Linked DNA regions of Gossypium hirsutum: all the other regions are linked to region 1. The links are chromatin contacts, called in public Hi-C maps. All regions are on one chromosome and are shown on one strand. Each heading gives the region's core, a stretch centred on a gene start, on an enhancer-like site or on the middle of the called end of the contact. The rest is flanking DNA. Distances are from core to core; before and after follow the strand shown.

What was found. Hi-C and Micro-C count contacts between places; a contact is called where the count stands out from the background.
Region 2: a Hi-C map of leaf shows a contact between it and region 1, with 2.6 times the contacts expected there. The contact joins the promoter of LOC107955405 here to the promoter of LOC107925883 in region 1. A contact is called at or near these places in 4 of 34 Hi-C or Micro-C datasets (all in leaf).
Region 3: a Hi-C map of leaf shows a contact between it and region 1, with 2.6 times the contacts expected there. The contact joins the promoter of LOC107943720 here to the promoter of LOC107925883 in region 1. A contact is called at or near these places in 5 of 34 Hi-C or Micro-C datasets (all in leaf).

What each region holds. Positions count from the first base shown.
Region 1 is chrA07:93,829,182-93,831,819 of Gossypium_hirsutum_v2.1, forward strand. LOC107925883 (26S proteasome regulatory subunit 4 homolog A) reads left to right here and starts at 1,322. Exons shown (of 6, transcript XM_016856618.2): 1 at 1,322-2,189. The coding sequence starts at 1,707. LOC121203767 (B3 domain-containing protein At1g05920) reads left to right here and starts at 279. Exons shown (of 1, transcript XM_041074220.1): 1 at 279-983. The coding sequence starts at 279. The coding sequence ends at 983.
Region 2 is chrA07:94,029,111-94,031,748 of Gossypium_hirsutum_v2.1, forward strand. It overlaps LOC107955405 (protein LOW PSII ACCUMULATION 1, chloroplastic), which reads right to left and starts at 1,290. Exons shown (of 5, transcript XM_041116732.1): 1 at 893-1,290; 2 at 1-330. The coding sequence starts at 1,107. LOC107955407 (monothiol glutaredoxin-S10) reads right to left here. Exons shown (of 5, transcript XM_041116733.1): 5 at 2,397-2,638. It also overlaps the pseudogene LOC121231851.
Region 3 is chrA07:93,675,011-93,677,648 of Gossypium_hirsutum_v2.1, forward strand. It overlaps LOC107943720 (trihelix transcription factor ASIL1), which reads left to right and starts at 1,330. Exons shown (of 1, transcript XM_016877510.2): 1 at 1,330-2,638. The coding sequence starts at 1,733. The coding sequence ends at 2,542.

The sequences.
Region 1 (2,638 bases), core at 72-2,571:
AACGTGGGGGCTTGGGTTTTTTACACCTTTGCCCATTATTTGCCGCCTTTCTGCCAGTAAACAACAACTCCATTCAAATGCCCCGCCGGGAAACTATAGTTTAACGGTCATATTTCAAGAACTATTACTTTCATCTCAAGCACCCTTTTCCTATTTATATACACTAGATAGATAGACATTACATTTATCTCAAGAAAGCAGCATTCCCAGTTTCAAGCAAATACAGAAAATAATTTGTTTCAGTGAAAACGATAAGATGATGGAGCTTCTCAGTCGTGATGATTTTGAAGGATACAAAGATTGATCCCAATTGGGGTCCTTTTGGTTACTTGCTGTACGTACTCCATGTTGACCAACTGAAATTGCAGAAAAGCCACAATGCACCCCCACCACCTCAAACCCTTTGCAAACAAGACCATACGGGTTTCAAGCTGAGGTTCAAGTTCAACAACAGCGTTGGACTGAAAAGGAAACGTAATCTCAAAGCAGTAGAAGAGGAAGACGATGGCGATTGGGTAGCACCAAAACTGAAGCCGAAGAAAAGAAGGAAGCAAGAGAAATCCGTTTGCCCAATCCCACCAACAAACTTGCCTCCCAAATTCAGACAACTTATAGTTGAAGATATGGGTGGTAGGGGTTTGGTTCTGGTCATACAAAAGACCATATTTTTCTCCGACATAAACCCTACTGCCAGTCGTTTCTCCATACCCTTCTCGCAAGTCAAAACTCATGACTTTCTCAACGAGGCAGAGGCTAAAGAGTTAGATGACAAAAACCCCATGCAGGTGTGGTTGTTAGACCCATCCATGAAGGGAACAAATATTACCTTTAACAAGTGGGTTATGGGGTCAAGTTCGCTCTATGTCCTCACTAACACGTGGAACCCTGTTTTGAAGAACAACCAACTCAAAAAAGGCGACATGGTGCAGCTCTGGTCTTTCCGGGTGAATTACCTGCTGTGCTTCGCACTCGTAAAGCTCTAGCTTCCGATCATATTTGTTACTTTACACAACATTAGGATTTTGACTTGTTAGTACTCTTTTTTGTTTTATCGCCAACCATGTTTGGTGGTTAATAGTTATTGAAGTTGCATTTTACTAGTTTTTTTTTCTCAATAGAGTTGAAAATTCACTCAAACTGTATGATATATACTGCTTCTTCTATGTAGTGTTAAATCCCTTTGAAAGGTAATTAAAGAATCTGGACAACCATCGATAAGTTTTCGAGAATGCTCATTGTGATCTTACATTGCTCAAAAAAGTGTAGTAGCTAAGTATTGTTGCAGTCATAAGGGTGATTGGGAATCTGCCATCTGTGGCAAAACATTCCATATTCATATCTCCAATGCCTCAAACATTGAGCTTGTGTTGTCTAGCGATTACGTGATCCTACCCCTTTTAAATGATATGGTGATAAATTAGATTTTTCTCCTCATTTTTAGAATTTTCTCCTAAAAGATGAGAACAAAAAGGCCCAATTACAACTAAATCTGGGGTCTCCAATCAAAAGAAGGCCCAAAAGAGCTGAAGAATTAATCCTATAGATCCAAATTCAAAGCCCATTTTCCATTTTTCAATACAATAAAGGGAAAAAAAATTAGGAGGTTGCTTGATCCCAAATCCATAGCACAATTTCTTTTCAAAAGATCCCACAGCCATCTCATAATCTGAGCCGAGTGTCGGAGGCCTGAAAACGAACCCTAAACGATGGGTCAGGGAACACCGGGCGGTATGAATAGGCAAGGTTTCCCAGGGGACCGGAAACCCGATGGCTCTGATAAGAAGGATAAGAAATTTGAGCCAGCGGCGCCCCCAGCCAGGGTGGGGCGCAAGCAACGAAAACAGAAAGGATCTGAGGCCGCGGCTCGGCTTCCGACTGTAACGCCGTTGACGAAGTGTAAGCTGCGGTTGCTAAAGCTGGAGCGGATCAAGGATTATTTACTGATGGAAGAAGAGTTTGTGGCTAACCAGGAAAGGCTCAAGCCTCAGGAAGAGAAAGCCGAGGAGGATCGATCTAAAGTAGATGATTTGAGAGGGTCGCCGATGAGTGTCGGTAACTTGGAGGAGCTTATCGATGAGAACCATGCGATTGTTTCATCGTCGGTTGGGCCGGAGTATTATGTGGGGATTTTATCTTTCGTTGATAAGGATCAGTTGGAGCCTGGATGTGCTATTTTGATGCACAATAAGGTAATTGAACTCTTAAGCTTTATGGGTTTTGCTTTAGTTTTAGGATTTGTTTTTTAAATTTTTGAAATGATATGATATAAGAACTTAAAGAGCAATTAATTTTTGGATTTGCATTTAGAATTGGTGCATTTAGAATGCAGCTGATAGAACTGATGTTATGTCAAACTAGTGGTTGCTAAATTATCATACGTGAGAGAATTCTTGTGAAATTTGAATAAATAATTGTGTTTTGACCATGATTTCTTACTTTAGCTTAGATTGATGAGCTTTGAAATATGAACTTTTAATCAAAGCTAAATTCATAAACAAGTTCGAGCCATTCTGTAGATCTCAAGCTAGAGGTTACCTCAAATAAATGCGAGCGAGGCGTGATACCAGATTTGAATAAGCAAGCTCTAGATGGGGTATTTGCTTATCAAGTTTGCTATTAAAGTTGATGATATTCAAGT
Region 2 (2,638 bases), core at 40-2,539, 200 kb after region 1:
CTGCTAACTGAAATGATCTTATTTTGATTCACTCGGAGCTTAAGATTGGAAAGGCTTTCTTCTCTTGAGAGTCTGGCTAGTTGCGCATTCTTAGCAGTGTTCTCCCTGAAATACAGAAATGCAAAGATAGATACTGCTCCAATGTCTATGCCAAGACCTGTTAAAATATCGGGAACTTCGGATGATCTTGCAGGATTGGTTAGAGAAGCAATTAACTGCGTGGTGGCTATTAATCCTCCCAAGGAACCACTCGCAATGAATGCGAGGTAAAAGAACATACGCACAGACCGAAAGGGAGACAGAACTTCACTCCTTATCTTGGCTGAAGAACTGAGAACACGTACAGTTATTAACAAGCCTCACTTGAAAAATAAAATTAAAAGCATTCAATAAAAAGAAATCAAGTAAAAAATTAGCCACTGAAACTCCATCATGGTGCATCTAAATCCATTGGACTCACCAACTCATTTTAGGAAGAAATGTGTAAAACCAAGCTATCATAAAGTCTTATCAGACATCAATGCAAAAGCTAAAATCAATCTCATCTTAATAATCATCAACATGTGACAAAAGACTCGTGTTCAAGACCTCAATTTACACTAGTCTCGAGTTAGATCCTTAGACAACCCCTATCCCTACTCCTTATTAGAAAATAATCTTCAACATTCCCTTGTTCCATATCCTCCTCTCCCTCCCTAACACCCCATTTTCAGTAACATCTTAAGCTCCAAAAGTCTAATATTCTCAGATTCAATTGAAGAAAAAAAATTTGCATCAAAATTCTCTCAACGGATTTCGAAGAAGAATCTCCAAAACCCATAAATATGAGTACAAAATCAGAAGAAATTAAAAAGAAATACAATTAATGAGAGAGAACTGAGAAGAAGAATACCTAACTTGTGAGGAGGAAGAAGGCTTATTAGCAGCTGAGCAAACGATGGTAGGGGAGACTGAGACTGATGATGGCTTTGCATGAAATCTTGTACTTATATTAGACAGTGCATTCTTTCTATAAACGGGGTTTTGGAAGCAAAATCTGAAACTACTATACTTTTGTCTAAGGTTTGAGGGGCCAATAATGTAACAAAATTGTGCCATGGAAGCCATGGCCAGACAGCAACCTGGAACTTGGGGGGAGTTCTGTTGGTTTGGTTCGTTACATTCATTTCTTACAGTTAAACACTGGCGTTTCTTGGAGAGATGTGATCAATAAACTGCCACGCTCACCAGTTGTTGTCTCTGAGTTGCCCAATTGTCTTTTTGGGTCTCGTTTTTTAGACCCTAACCAAAATATTTTGGACCCTTTATTTCGACCAGGACCAGAACCAGGATGGACCTATTTAGAATATTAACAGTGCTAAATTCTGAGTTATAGCCCATTTTCATGGAAGCTTCAGCGAAGTTGCAGCATTGACTAGTCTTTGTTACGTAGGGAAATGTCATATCTTAGAAAGTCTTTGGTCATCTAAGAAATTTTCAAGCCAAAAACTTGGACCAAAAGTCTATACATATGCGAACATTGCCATGGCAGGGAAGCAAAAACATACAAGAGTAAAAAATCAATTGAAAATGGGAGAATTGAAGGTTTTAGGGTCTTGGTCGAGTCCATATGGATTGAGGGTACAATGGGCTCTGGGACTGAAGAGTGTGGAGTACGAATACATAGATGAAGATTTATTAAACAAGAGTGAGATGCTATTGAAATATAACCCAGTTCATAAGAAGATCCCAGTTCTTGTTCATAATGGGAAAGCAATTGCAGAATCGGCTGTTATTCTCGAATACATCGAGGAGACATGGCCTCAGCAGCATCCTTTGCTTCCTAAGGATCCTTATGAAAGGGCTATGGTACGGTTCTGGATCAACTTCCTCGACAACAAGGATAAGGTAAATTAATTTAACTGCATAAATCAACTGAATTAAAATCCGGGTTTATGTTATTATTCATGCTTGTACAGTTGATAATGTGAATTTCAAATGAAAAATTGCAGGTAGCTCCATTCATAACATTCTTCTTTGGGGTTGGGGAGGAACACAAGAAGGCAGTAAAGGAAGCAAAGGAGTTACTAAAGTAGTATGAAGAACAAGTGCTTGGGGAGAAGAAATATTTTGGTGGTGAAGAAATAGGGATGTTAGATTTGGCCATGGGGTGGATGACCTATTTTGGAGTCATTGAAGAAATAGTTGATGTCAAAATATTGGACGCAGAGACCTTCCCTCGATTGCATGCATGGATTCAGAATTTCAGGGCCCATCCTGTGATAAAAAACAACCTTCCGGATCATGATCGACTGCTGCAAAATTACACAGAGAAAAGACAAAGGTTTCTTGCATATTCACCACACACAGAAAATGCTTAAATTCCTAGTATTATATTCTATTTGTATGGCTATATATAAGCCACTTTTTTTTTTTTTGGCTTTCTTTTGCTTGTTGAAGCTGATAAACTCTTTTTTTATGCAAGTTTGATTATTATTGTGACAAAATTAAGCTTGGGACGATTGATATTAAGGCTATAAATGAATTCCGCTTGAACAATCAAATTTTTATTCATGTTCGTTCAATTAGTTTATTTGTGATCCATTCATGTTTAATAAGAATTTCTTTTTTGTATGAAATTATTAGTTAATATTTTTTT
Region 3 (2,638 bases), core at 80-2,579, 150 kb before region 1:
GCAGTTATCATGGTGAGCATTGAAATTTTAAAATTTGAAAAATACAAAGACTAAAAATGACCAATTTAAAGTATAGGGACTAAATCTATAACTTTCTTAAAGTATAGGAACTAATAGTAAAATTTAATGATTTTATTATAAGTGTTGTAGTATGCATAAAATTATTAATTTAATCCAAAACAAATTGGTTTTTTTTTAAATAGAATTTTATGCTCTACTGAGAAGCTTTGCATTCCAGTGAAACAGACTTTCACAATTTTACCCTTTATTTTACTTTTCCTTTCACAAATATGGTTTTAAAAAGATTAAAGATAGTTTAAAAAAAACTTATAAATTATTATTAAATGAAATAAATCTATAAAAAATTATTTTATATAATATTATTATAAAATTAATACGAATCATTACAAATAAATATACATATAAAATAAAAATATTCTTCATTAATAAAATTATTATTTAAAACAAATATATTTTTAATTAATTATTATTTTTATAATATCAAATAAATCTGAATTTTCATTATATAAACTGAATTTTCATTAATATCCTTAATAGTTTGGCTTATTTCATTATATACAATTATTTAATCTAATAAAACTATAATTTGTTGTAATTTTCATAAATTAATACTTGTATTAAGTACAATTTTCAATCTACGATTCTTAATAGTAATTTTTCATTCTTACTTCATTGCTATAAATGCGTTTGAATTTAAATACATATCTCATCAATAATTTTTTTTGAACAATTTCATTATAAAAACTAATCATATCTGTTTTTTTTTTACAAAATATTTAGAACTACCCATAGTCCCTCTCCGGCCCATAAATAGGATAATGTGCTTCAGCACACTCGAACACACGTTCTCTTGTATTGATAACAATATCCATGTCAATTGAGATAAGATTGTTATATTAAATCTCATCACTACAATAACTAATTTAACTGGCACTACTACTTTTAATTTCACTGAAATTAATCTTACCGCCCTTCCAAAGAGAGCCTTAATTCCTATAGTTTTTCAAAAATTTGAAATTCCAATCTTAACATAGAAGATGATCATTAAATCCATTAATTGACTTTTTTTGTAAGTAATATATTAAAAATAAAAAACTAATATGATAATATACATTTGATAGTGTATTTTTCGTATAAAATTTTAGAGATAACAAAACTGAATAAATTTAACTTGGATTAAATCTTGGAAATTAAGAACCCCATGCAATGGTCTGATGATCAGAATGTTAACCGTCCCAGGTGTAGCCTGGATTCGAATCGCGCTATTCGTGTTTATTGTATGGGATTTACCCTATTCTTATATTTCAAAAAAAATAGTGGAAATTGAAATTAATAGAATTTAAGCCAATGAAATCAACACCTACATTGTGATCAAAATTGTAATTTCAAAATCGAAAAAAATATAGAAATACATGAAATTTCAAAATTCCGTAGTGGTTAAAGGGTCACAGCCGGGTCCGGGGAGCCCATTTGAGTAGTTGGGTTGGGCCTGATTTCAAGTACAGATCCAGAACAAAATTTTCGGGTTCGAGTCCATAAAATATTTTTAAAACGGAAACTTAAAAAATGAAAAACATATTTGCCACCTAGCTCCACCGCCGCCACCACCGTCATCCTTCCCTCGCGCCGCCCCCCAAACCTTAATAATCAAAATTTAAAGCCCCCAATTCAAAAAGACCACTTTGAATTTTGAACCTCCAAGGCCTAAACTATGTCTTATGATCCATCGCCGGCGGCTAAGAAACCCCAACCACTTCCTTGGACTCACCCAGAGACTCTCAACCTAATCCAAGCCTACCAAGAAAAATGGTACTCTCTCCAGCGCGGCCAACTCAAAGCCAACCAATGGGAGGAGGTAGCCGTAACCGTCGCCACTCGTTGCGGCCTCTTCGATGATTCCGCCGCCAAAACCGCCCTCCAGTGCCGTCACAAGATGGAGAAACTCCGCCGTCGCTACCGCTCCGAACGCCAAAACCTCGGCTCTGCTTCCCCTTGGCCTTACTACGACGCCATGGAATCTCTGGAGCAAGGGCCTTTGCCTATCTCGGCTCGACCATTGGCTTCCATTGTTCCAAACGGACATGAAGCTGGGAACTACTACCATAACGACGACGAAAACAACCCAATCGAGGAAGAAGAAGAAGATGACGAAGAACATGAAGGAGGAAACCGGTTCAGCAAAAGCCGCAGCATCAATTACATATTGCGGCGGCCGAGTGTTGTGAACCGGTTTTCTGGGCTAATGAAGAAAAGGGTTAGAACAGAAGAGGAAGGGGATGGTGATGGTGACGCAGCAATAACGGGAAAGGGGGAAGAAGACAAAGGGGTGGAACTAGCAATGGAAATTAGGAGATTTGCAGAAAGGGTTATGAGGTTAGAAAGGAAAAAAATGGAGATAATGCATGAAACTGAAAGGTTGAGAATGGAAATGGAAAACAAAAGGATTGAGATGATATTGGACTCGGAGAAGAAAATTGTGGATGCCATATCAACCAGTTTGGGGTCAAAAACAAAGGAGTGAAGGTAGAGCAAGATTTGGGTTCTTCAAGAAACTTTCTTCTATTGGAGCTTTAGGTTGTATAGACTAAATAGTGATGGAACTGAACATAATTTTTGA